Regions from separate parts of the Bos taurus genome. Here region 1 is linked to region 2. Evidence: chromatin contacts called from public Hi-C data. All regions are on one chromosome and are shown on one strand. The core of a region is the stretch at or near the end of the contact, and the rest is flanking DNA. Distances in the headings are between cores, read along the strand shown.

The links. Hi-C and Micro-C count contacts between places; a contact is called where the count stands out from the background.
Region 1: a contact with region 2 is called in a Hi-C map of liver, with 3 times the contacts expected there. The contact joins the promoter of PXDC1 here to the enhancer-like site in region 2. A contact is called at or near these places in 5 of 11 Hi-C or Micro-C datasets (8-cell embryo, blastocyst, liver and 2 more).

What each region holds. Positions count from the first base shown.
Region 1 is chr23:50,214,421-50,220,072 of ARS-UCD2.0, forward strand. It overlaps PXDC1 (PX domain containing 1), which reads left to right and starts at 1,608. Exons shown (of 5, transcript NM_001076932.1): 1 at 1,608-2,345. The coding sequence starts at 2,090.
Region 2 is chr23:50,147,153-50,152,929 of ARS-UCD2.0, forward strand. No RefSeq gene overlaps it. Among named protein-coding and RNA genes, the nearest start is that of PRPF4B, 39 kb to the left of the region's middle. Within about 2 kb of position 2,644, at least 14 of the 102 cell types and tissues checked have an H3K27ac peak or open chromatin away from gene starts, as enhancers often do. A contact at or near this core is called in liver and skeletal muscle, where this site is marked.

The DNA.
Region 1 (5,652 bases), core at 358-2,857, 66 kb after region 2:
AGACCCAGGTTCGATGCCTGGGTCTGGAAGATCGCCTGGAGAAAAAATGACACCCGACTCCAGTACTCTTGGCTACAGAAGTCGCAAAGAGTCGGATGTGACTGATTGACTTGACTTCCTAGACTTGACTTCCTAAAAGCTCCTGCGCATCTGGAGAGATGCTGGTGGGAGAGATGCCCACGGCAGAGGGGGAAGGGGCACAGAGGCGGGAGGCCTCAGTGGGGCTTTGCCGGGGCGGGGGTGCGGGGTGCGGGGTGGGGGGGGGGAGCGGCGGGGGGAGCGGCCCCGCCCCCCACCTCCACCTCTGGTTTCTCTTGCAGACCCCGCGGTCAGCCCATCAGTCACCAAGATTCAGCAGTCAGCCCCTCAGTCACCAGCACGGACAGGTTGCTGCCACTTTGGGGAGTCGCCAGCCTGTGGAAAACACCTTTTCTTCCCAGCTCACAAGGCAAACGGGAGGTAAAGATAAACTTGGATGAAAACTTGGATGAAAACTTGGATGAAAACTTGGACGAAAGCTGACGATCTGATATGGGCGAATCACTGGAGCCGGCTGAGCAAAACTTGGAGATGGTGATTGTGTGTGAGGGTGTGTTGGGGGTGTGTTGGGGGTGTGTTGGAGGTGTGAGGGACACACCCCTCGGACAAGTTGCTTCACGTGACCGGCAACCGGCCCTCGGTGCCCACCGTTTCTGCCGAGCTTCTTTAGACTTTCTAGAAGTGCAAAGCGCTGAAGGGCCTCGCCCTGGGTCTGACCACCCCGCCTCGGGCGACGTGAGGTCGCCCAAGACACTGCAATTGAGTTCCAAAGCCTGAACTAACTTCCGAGTCTTGAACTCTGGCTTGAAGTTACCTCCCAGTGAGGACCATCATGCGGAGCCGGGCGGCTGCGACCCCAGGTTCTCCCCCGGGCAGCTGCCCCGGGGCCACTCCCGAAAGCCCTGGGCTCAGCACGCGCCCAGCGCAGGCGGGGACGCTCTTCCCCGGGGCCCTCTCCCACCGCCGGCCCGGCCTGCTTCTGAGCAGCGGGTTCCCTCTCCTTCCGGGGGTGGGGGCCCTGGGGAGCCGGCGCGGGCCCGCCGCGTCGTCTGTCCCCTGCTGCGTCCGGGCAGTGGCGCGACTGGAATGCGCGGGGGACGCGGGGCGGGCGGCTCCGGCCTCGGGCCCGGCCCGGGGTGGACGTGCGGGCGGCGGGAACCCGCCAGACAGTCCCGGCGCCGGGGCCCCGGAGCGGTGCGCCCCGCCGCGCGTAAGTTCAGCTTCCACTCCCGCAGGTCGGGTGGGGCACGTAGCCCCCCGACCCGAGAGTTTCCCAAGATCGAGAAACGAGACGAGAACAGTCGCCACCCGGGGCCGGCTCAGTCTCTTCCGGGCCTGGCCGGCGGCTGGCGGCCCGGGGAGGGGGTTGGCGGGCGGGCGGGGCGCGGAGGCGGGGCCGGCGCTCGGGTTTCCGCTCCGCCCCGCGGCCTGGGGACCCGCGGCCCCAGCGGCGCGGGCTCTGGAGGCGGCGCGGGGCGCGGCGGCCAGGCCACCCCTCCGCCCGGAGGCGGGGACGGCGGAGGCGCCCTCGGCCTCGACGTCGGGACCGCGCCGCCCGCGATGGGAAGCGCCTTATAAGCCTGTGGCCGCGCCACCCCGGAGAGCGCGCGGACCCCGGCCCCGGGCCCCTACCGAGCCGGTCTCCGGACAGGTTAAGGGAGGACCTCGGCCCGTCCCCGGCCTCGGGCGAACCCGGAGAAACCGGGAGAAACCCCGGATCGCTCCAACTCTGGACAGACCTCGGACGAACCCCAGCCTGGGATAGATCCCGGCTGCAATCGGCTCCCGGCCCCGGACGGACCCCACGCGGACCCCGGCCGCTGGCGGACCCCGGACAAATCCCAGATCGCTCCGATTCTGGACAGACCTCGGACGGACCCCGGCCCCGGATAGACTCCGGCCGCGGGTGGACCCCGGACAGACCTTGGCCCGGAATAGATCCCGGCTGCAGACAACTCCCGGCCCCGGACGGACCCCGCGCGGACCCCGGCCGCGGGTGGACCCCGGCCCGGGCGGGCGCGCCCCTGCCGGCTGGGGATGCGCGGGCGGCATGGCCTCGGCGGTGTTTGAGGGCACGTCGCTCGTGAACATGTTTGTGCGCGGCTGCTGGGTGAACGGAATCCGCCGGCTCGTTGTCAGCCGGCGCGGCGACGAGGAGGAGTTCTTCGAGATCCGCACCGAGTGGTCGGACCGCAGCGTGCTCTACCTGCACCGCAGCCTGGCCGACCTGGGCCGCCTGTGGCAGCGCCTCCGCGACGCCTTCCCGGAGGACCGGCCGGAGCTGGTGCGCGCGCCGCTGCGCCAAGGTGGGCGTGGGCCCGGCCTGGAGGACTGGGTGGCTGAGGGTGTCAGGGGGCTCGGGGACCGAGGGCCTCGAGGTCTGGGAGGCAGGAGTGGGCTCGTGTAAAGTGCGAGAGGGGGCCTGCAGGGGCGCTTGTTAAGCCGGGATGGCAAGCGCTGGCGGGCGGGCGGGAGTCTGCGTGCGGGCCGAGGCAGGCGGGACGGGCGAGCCACCGGCCAGCCCCTGCGACCGCGGCCGGAGGGGCTGCGGGAGCCTTGGGGAAGAGTCAAGGACAGCGTCCCGCGGGGGGCGCGCCCTGTCTGGCGGCACCCCCCAACCCCGCGGGGCCGCTCCTCCTGTCCCTGGTGGCCGGGTGGCCGACAGCCTGAGTGCGAGGTGCCACGCGGCCTCTGTCCCTCCCCGGGAGGGGCCGCTGGGGTGGGTCCGCCTTGGGTTTGATGAACCGAGCCGCCTCCTCCAGGCCTTGTGACTTTCCTGGCTCTCGGGGACTGGGTGGCTTCCCATTTCGTCTCCGCGGCCCACGGTCTGGCCCTGGAGGCCGTGGAGAGGAGGCTGGAGGAGAGGGAGCCGAGGCTGAAGTTGAGGCTGGAGGGCTGGAGGGCTGGGCCTCCTCCCCACCCCACACGCAGGACCACCTGCCCCGCTGAGAAGGCGGGTGCTGTCCTCTGAACGCAGCCCAGGGACACCTTCAGGGGCGTCTCCCTGAGTTCTTGGGATACTCTCCACCCCCCTGGTGACAGCCCCGCCCCGAGTGTGAATTATCTGGGTAATTAGCTCATTCTCATGACACATCTTCTGGCAGACGCCTCACTTGGCAAGTCTCCCAACGCTGGCAAGTTTGCTGGCCCTGCCGCTGGAGTCTCAGGCTGATGGCTACTCTGGAGGGGAGTTCAATGCCATCCCAAGCATGGCAGCAGTTTACCTTGACTCGCTGTATGGGGGTGTGTGTGTATTACTGTATTTTCAATGTATCAATTGGATGCCCAAATCAGGAAAGCTTAGATGAAGGACCAGCTTTATTCAATGCCTTTCATCTTCTCTGGAATGGGGAGGGCCATAAGCAAACAGGTGCCCCCGAGAGCTAGCACAGAGGCTGCCTTTCCCTCCTCCCCTCATCCCCTCCCGGGCCTCCAGGTCTCACTGTCAGAGGACCCCACTCAGCGGTGTTCCGGGCTGGCTCCTCCCCTTAATGCAGGACTCCGCGCCCACTTTCCCTGTGTGGGTTGGCACGCGTGCCCCCTGTCTGGCAGTAGTAAGCCCTCCAGGGATGTGGCTCCTGTTGCCACCCTCAGTGGCTTCTGACGAGGGTCACAGGGGTTGGGGAGGAGGGCGCAGCTTCAGTTGTCTTGGGACCTGGTGAGGAAACGGAGCAGAAGGTGGGTGAGTGTGAGGTGTGAGTGTGAGTGTGACCCGCCATACACACACCCCCGCTGTGCATACACACACCCACATTGTGCAGAAGGTGGGTGACTGTGAGGCACATGACCCGCTGTGCACACCCACACCCCCATGCATACATGCACCCCCCATCGTGCACACATATACACACCCATCGTGCACACATACACCTACCTTGCACACATACATCCCCATCATGCACACCCACACCCGCCGTGCACACGCACACCCCATTGTGCACACACACCTGCCGTGCACACACTCCCATCATGTACACACACATCTGCCCCTACAGTGCACACCCACACCTGCCTTGCACACGCACGCTCCCATTATGCACACCCACATCTGCCTTGCATGTGCACACTCCCATTATGCACACACACACCTGCCTTGCACACACAGGCCCCCATTGTGCACAGGCAGGCTCCCATCATGCACACCCACACCTGCTGTGCGCACGCACACTCCCATCATGCACACACACGCCTGCCGTGCACACGCACACCCGCTGTGCGCATGCACGCTCCCAGCTCTATCTCTGTGTGCAGGCTGCACTGGGTCAGTCCTGAGTTTCTGAAGTGTCAGCACAGAGAGTGCCTCTGCTGAGTGGGCACCCTCAGGGAGACAGGAAGAGCGTGGTCACCAGGGAGAAACCAAGACCCAGAAGGGATCGCATAGCTGCGTTTAAGCGTCTGAAGGGGAAAGCCACAAAGACGTGGGTATTACATGTGATGGGGTGCGGGGCAGTTAGAAGAGGACCAGGGTTGGGTGTGCATGCTCTCTAACGGCCGTGATGGACTGTGGGAACCATCATCCCAGCTAGAGTCCTGACAGTCGAGACAAGCAGGGAGACCGCCATCTGACTGGGGGGCCTCCTGCGAGGCCAGCTCCGCGCCTCTGGGGCCGAGGAGGGGCGACCTCACCGTCTGTCTGGGTCTCGGTTCTCTGCTTGGAGGCATGCCGCTGCCCCCAGCACCACCTGAGCATGTGGTACACCCACAGGAAGGCCTTTTCCTTCCTTCAATCCTTGTAAGTCCAGGGAAGTTGTTTGCTAAATAAAATACATCTCCATAAGGTCAAAGAAGAGTTCACTTTATTTCCAGGCAGATTCACTGTTTGCATAAAAAGATGGCCTGGAGATCCAAACCATACACGCAAAAGGCATCCAGAAGCGGTGTTGGTTGAGCTGGCAAGTGTTCTCAGTGTAATTCCCCATCAGAGGCCCTCAGTTTAAACTTATTGCATATTTCTGGGCTGGGTTAGATTGGCCCTCTTGTCTTTTGCAAAAGTTCTGTGAGCAAGTCTGGCTTTCAGAGCTCGTCCTGGCCACTGGTGGCTGTTGTCAGCGGAAGACTGGGCACCTCCAGGGCACGGGGCAGCCCTGGCCCCGACCTGCCTCTGAGATCCCGCGTGCACTCAGGATGCGGAGCCCTCTGTCCTGGTCCCTGGGGAGCTGCGGTGGGAGCATGTTCTGTGCAGCGCGTTTACTGTCCCTGCATTCTGCATGCACCGGTGCTGCCTTAGCCGTCTGTCCGTGGAATGTGTGCGTTTCCGGTGAGGTATTAAACCCCTGTGTGCAGTGGCGGCTCGGGGCTCACCGGCCCACCTCCCTGGCCTTCCGTCTGGGCGAGGCAGCGCTCGGGACTTGTCCTGCTTCCTCTGTCCTTTTCCTTGGCATCTTGACCTTATGCTCCCCTGCGTCCGGATCTGATGCCTGCGTCCTTGTTTCCTTGTCCCCCTGCCAGGGGAGGGAGGCGGCTGCTTCCTGTGCATATTATCTCTGGGTGACCGAGGCATCCCTCTGCTTTTTTCCACACTCTGACACAGGTGGGCCAAGTCTCCAACTGAAATCTCCTCTGCGTAATACATTGGTTCAGGGCTTCCTGACCAGATGCGGCAAGGCCACTTGC
Region 2 (5,777 bases), core at 1,394-3,893:
TGGGCCGGTCAGACACTGTGCGTGTGTGTGCGTGCGTGTGTGTCAGTGAGCGTGTGTGTGTGTGTGTGTGTGTGCACGCAGTCCCGGGCTGGGCACAGCTCACGGAAGCTGCAGGGCCCGTCCCCTACTTGCCTTCGGGACACAGAGGACACGGTCAGACCACAGAGTGTGTCCACCCGAACGGCCGCGTCCACAGAAGTGGCCAGCGTGCTGACGTCCTCACCCTGGATCCCCTCTCGCTCCGGAGGAGGACGTGCAAACAGCTGCACTCGCATCTCTGGGGACTGGTAGCTGTAGTTCTCTACGTTTAAGGAATTTTCTTTTATCTTCAGGTACATTGAAGATATTGAAGTGGCAATATAAATAGCCCCTACTCTTTCTTTTTTTTTTTTTCTAAGCAGGAAGTCTTTTGAATTTGTGTTAGTTAAGCCCAGGTACACCCAAGATCCTCAGTGCTCCAGGCACCACTGGGGTCCCCAGCCGACCTGTCGGAGGTCCCCGGGGCTCCAGCCTGCCCGGTCCATGTCCACACACAAAGCTCACAGATGGCTGAGCCCCACCCTCTCCCGGGGGGCTCGCCACCTCACGGGCCTCAACGTTCAAAAGCAGAGAGGCCTTTGACACGGTCACCCTTACTCTGCTTGCAGAGGAGAGTTCCTGTCCACATAGAAAATGATAGTTTCTACGCATGTGGTTTTGGAATTTGAACAACAAGTTACTTTATCCTGGAAACACAGTATCATAGCTGGAAATTACGAGTTCTCCCTTTGCCACGTTACCAAGCACTCACGGAAGGCGAGAGGATAGCTCTGTGTTTGCTGCTTGAAAAACTCAAAAGCTGCATCAGGGCCGCGGCTGGCGGCCAAGCCAGCATCTTGTCTGGAAATAATTATGACTCGGGAACAGAGCTAAAGCAATCTTGCAGGGTACAAAACACAGCATTCAGACCCCAGAAAGTGGGACCATATTCCCTTCTGCACTGGCCCAGCTGGGCCTAAGACTCTTGGGATGTGAAAAGCAGGTTTTACCTACAGCCCACAGCTTCCGTCAGACACAGAACAGAAGAAATACAAATTAAAAAAAGAAACAGAATCAAAGTCACGTTCTTCACCCTGTTCAGTAATGACACATCCATGAAGGGGGAAGCTTCCAATAAGCTGAAGAACGATCTTTTATTGTGCAGTTTGAGAGCAGTTCCTGCAGCACTAAAGCCTTTCCAGAGTCTTGCAGCTGTCCTGGGTTGAAGATAACTGCCATGTAAGCTGTCTACATGAGGGGTGGTGATTTAACACGTGTAGACGCTGCCATCCCCGTTTGGATGTCGGGCACGAGGTTCCTCACTTGGTCTGGGCTTGGTTCCTTTCCCAAATTGAAGAGACTGACTGCCCTGTCTTGCTGACTGAGTAGGAAGTTTCACTGCGTCCAGAGTTGTGGGAAGCGCGGAGTCGGGCGGCACGTCCTGTTTCCATCCCCTGACTCGTCTCTTCCTCTGTATCCTGCCCTGCACACAGGGTCCCAGCTCAGGGGGTGAGCTACACGGGTCCTGTAAAGAGCAGGCCGGATGCGCAGCCAACGCTGAATGGGACAGGAAGCAGGCTCCAACAGGACTGCGCTTAGGAGCGAACTGGGCGAGCCTGTCGGCTTCCCTGCTCCTGCCCCGGCTGGGGGTGGGGTCGGGGGAGGCCGGACCGGGGCAGCGGTGATCAGTCTACATGGAGGTTAAGTTTCACAGGCTAGAGAGAGCTGTGGGGATCGAGGGAGGGGGTGGGAGTCCAGCACCATGACCACACCTGATGCTCCTGAACTCACAACACAAGTAAAAATGAATTAAAACAGTGCATTTTATGTTCTGTGCTTTATACCACAATTAAAAAGTACATAAAAAAAAAAAGCTAGGGGGTCAGGCTAGCTCAAGGAATCAGGATTCCCTCTCTGGCCCCACCATGCACAGCTTCTGGATAACTTCGTGTTGCCAGGGGCCAGACTTGTGAATACAGTGGAATCTGACTCCTGTCATTAAGTTCCCTGTACACTAACAGGTCTCCCCTGCTGGCTCAGGCAGTAAAGAATCTGCCTGCCAAGAAGGAGATGCAGGTTTGATCCCTGGGTTGGGAAGATGCCCTGGGGAAGGGAACGGCAACCCACTCCAGTAATCTTGCCCAGAGATTCCCATAGAGAGAGGAGCCTGGCAGGTTACAGTCCACGGGGTCGCAAAGAGTCAGACATGACTGAACAACTAACACACTAAATAACATGGTGAAGATAAAGGGATTTTATGGATGTAATTCAGGTCCCTAAACAGCTGACTTTGAGGTCATGAAAAGTAAGATTGCCCTGGGTGGGCCTGACCTAAGCAGGGGAGCCCTTTCACAGAGGACTTCCTGACAAGGGGGATTTGGAGCAGAGGCTGTCCTATTGGCCACGCAGAGCCCTGGAGTCAGGGGGCAGCCTCTGTGGCAGGGAGGGGGCCTGCAGGGGCTTGAGAGTTGCATCCAGACGGTCCCAGGGCCTGACAGCCATCCGTACCGGAGAGCTCGGAGGAGACCCCAGATTCCAGCCAGAGGAGGCCCTGCAGCTGCCCTGCTCCTTGAACCTGGACTCCTGACCACGGGACCTGTGAGTCACTGTGTTTGTGCTGCGAATCCTGAAGGTGTGGCAAGAGACGAGTGGAACCCTGTGGTCACTGGGTTGCGTCCATCCGGCCTCTGCACGGGCTGGGTGTGGCCTCTCCCTGGATCCCATGGCCACGGCAGCTTCTCCGCAGGAAGAGCGGCCCCAGGTGCCCACCCCGGAGAAGGGGGAGGATCAGAATGAAATCGGAAGTGTCAGTATGAGCTCATATAGTGTGTGTGTGTGTGTGTGTGTGTTAACACACCCAGAATTAGACATAGAAATGGTCACAGGTGTCTGTATATGTGAATGTGGTATGTTGTCATTAAGTCGTGCCCAACTCTTGCGACCCCAGGGACTGTGGCCCGCCAGGCTCCTCTGTCCATGGCATTCTCCAGGCAAGAATACTGGAGTGGGTAGCCATTTCCTTCTCCAGGGGATCTTCCCAACCCAGGGATTGAACTCAAGTCTCTCGGGTCTCCTGCACTGGCAGGAGGATTCTTTACCACTGTCCCACCTGGGCTCATCACTAAGTCATGTCTGACTCTTTGCGATCCCATGGACAATAGCCCACCAGGTTCCTCTGTCCATGGGATTCTGGCAGCAAGGATACTGGAGTGGGTAGCCATTTCCTTCTCCAGGGATCTTCCCGACCCAGGGATGGAGCCCACTTCTCCTGCGTGGCAGGTGGATTCTCTACCACTGAGCCACCAGGGAAGTGACCACATAGATACTGGTATATAATCAAGTATATCGATCTGCGTGACACAGTTTGATAGTTCCCTTCACACAAGGGCTGAAGATAAGTACCATTTAATCAGAGCAGATAAGACTGAGGAATAAGCTATTTGCATTTTCCTGCAGGCATACACTCCAGGGGATGCTGACGGGACCTCACAGGGTATCGCCCTGCTTGGAACTAGGATTTGGGTTTTGTACCATCCCACGAGCCACCACTGTGAGTCTCAGAGAGAAGAAATCATCTACAGAGACCTTTTTTCTAGCAGACAGCTCCTCTTGTTGTGTAACAGTTTGGGTAAGTTTTCAAGGTTGGCCTGGAGTCACAGCTGGGCCCATGAGGGAGAGAAGAAAACCAAAGAAGCGTCGGCTCCTCTCGGAGCAGAGTCGGTGAGGACGCTTTTGCAGTTCGTCTCGGCTCCTCTCAGAGCAGAGTCGGTGAGGACGCTTTTGCAGCTTGTCACTCCGCCGGCTGAAACGTTCCCGGGAGATGGCATTTGCCCTGTTGCTCAGCTGGGATCAGGGTGGGAACCTGGTTCTTTTAAAAGCACAACTTCAGCCCCTTACGACCTAAGACACAGTCTGAACACATAAGTGTCTAACACAAGGGCGTCGTGTAGCTCTTTCAGTCTCTCTTCATAAAAGCCCAGACCACAGAAACAGTTCCTTCCTTTTTCTCTACTCCTCTCCAGGTTACCTTCTCAAACATCCACCATCCCATAAATCAAAGTCACTCCTGAGATCCTCTATGTCTTTTTCTCTAACTAGGAAAACACCTTACTTTCCACTTTCCATCCCTGCCTTTCACTTTAGACACTGTTGCTTTAATCTAGCGGTATGGATTTAGCATAAATCTTGGAGAGAAACTGAGAAACAGTTTAGCTGTATAGAGACATAAAACCTGGAGGATGTGCTCAGTATTTCAAGATTAAATAGAATCATGGATTCAGACAGAGAAACTCGTGGGCCATGAAAACTCTAACATGTGGATGAGTAATGTGACCGAAAAGTCTTTATGTATCTGGCTGCATTTGGCTTCTATGTATAGCTGGCCTTTTCTGTCTCACCTACATCTCATTTCTTGTCATTTTTTTGAATTCCATGTATCTCTCTGTAAATTCTGTTTGTATATATAATACCCATGTTTCGAACCAACCTGTGAGCAATCCTGAGTTACATTTTTGCTGCAGAATCATCAACAGAGGCACTGTAATATCAAAGTCAGTTCATAAGCCATCTGTTGACAATATTTCTAGATCTTCTCAGAAGTCATATCTTGTGACAAGTCTGATTCATACAAACCAGATATCCAGCAATAAGAACATGACAGTGTATCAAGATCATGGAATATTATGCCACCACGAAGATGGCAACTATGTATTTTATTTTGAAACAGAGAGCTGTGTAATATCTTACGGAAAAGTAGTCCATGAAGTGTATGTGCGCTTGGATTATAACCGTGTGAAATATTTACGTATCAGAGAAGGAGTTAAAGATAATGCGCAGAAAGGGCGCAGGGCTCCTTCCAGGGCCTGAGTGGTCTTCTTACTCCTCTTTCTTTCCTTTTTGTTCTTTTCTCTCAAATAAATGCTCCATCATCTCTTGGTGCGGAACTTTAGAACCAAACCAAAGAATAAGAATCTATAGTTCTTTGCTCCCTAGTTTCCAGTTCTCTCCCCTCTCATATATTTTAAGGAAAATCACATTAATAATTGTAGAACTCGATAATTGAATTTAGATATTCTAAAATCAGCAGACTGTTTTGCTAATGGAATAATACACATGTTTGTTGGCTGCGGTATAAAATGGAGCGGTATACATTTGATGACAGTAGAAACAAAAGTGGGATAATACATTTCTCTTGACAGTATGGAAAACGAAAGCTGAATAGCCCTTTCCAGCTCACTGTGGCTAAAAAATGGAAATATGTAGACCTTAATTCATTGTCAAATGGTAACATATGTAAAACATACAACAAAAACAATACCTCCAAGCTGCCTTGCCAACAACTCGGGCAAACAACCGGCCCCAGAGCCTCACAGCAGAGCAACTGGCAATGAGCTGGCAACGAGCAACGAGCAGGGGCCCCGTTCCCTGTCTAGGCCTGCACATTTGATGTCCCACCTGCGGGAGCAGGGTATTCGCCTGGTTTAGGAACAGCGTGTAGGTTTGGTCTGTAAACAGTTAGGGATAGTCATATCCTCCATAACCTGTGGAGACAGTTCAGACCCAGGTACTGATGATTGTACCCATGAAATTAAAAGACGCTTGCTCCTTGGAAGAAAAGCTATGACCAACCTAGACGGCCGATTAAAAAGCAGAGACATTACTTTGCTGACGAAGTCATAGACAAAACTATCGTTTTTCCAGTAGTCACGTATGGATGTGAGAGTTGGACCATAAAGAAAGCTGAGCATAAAGAAAACTGA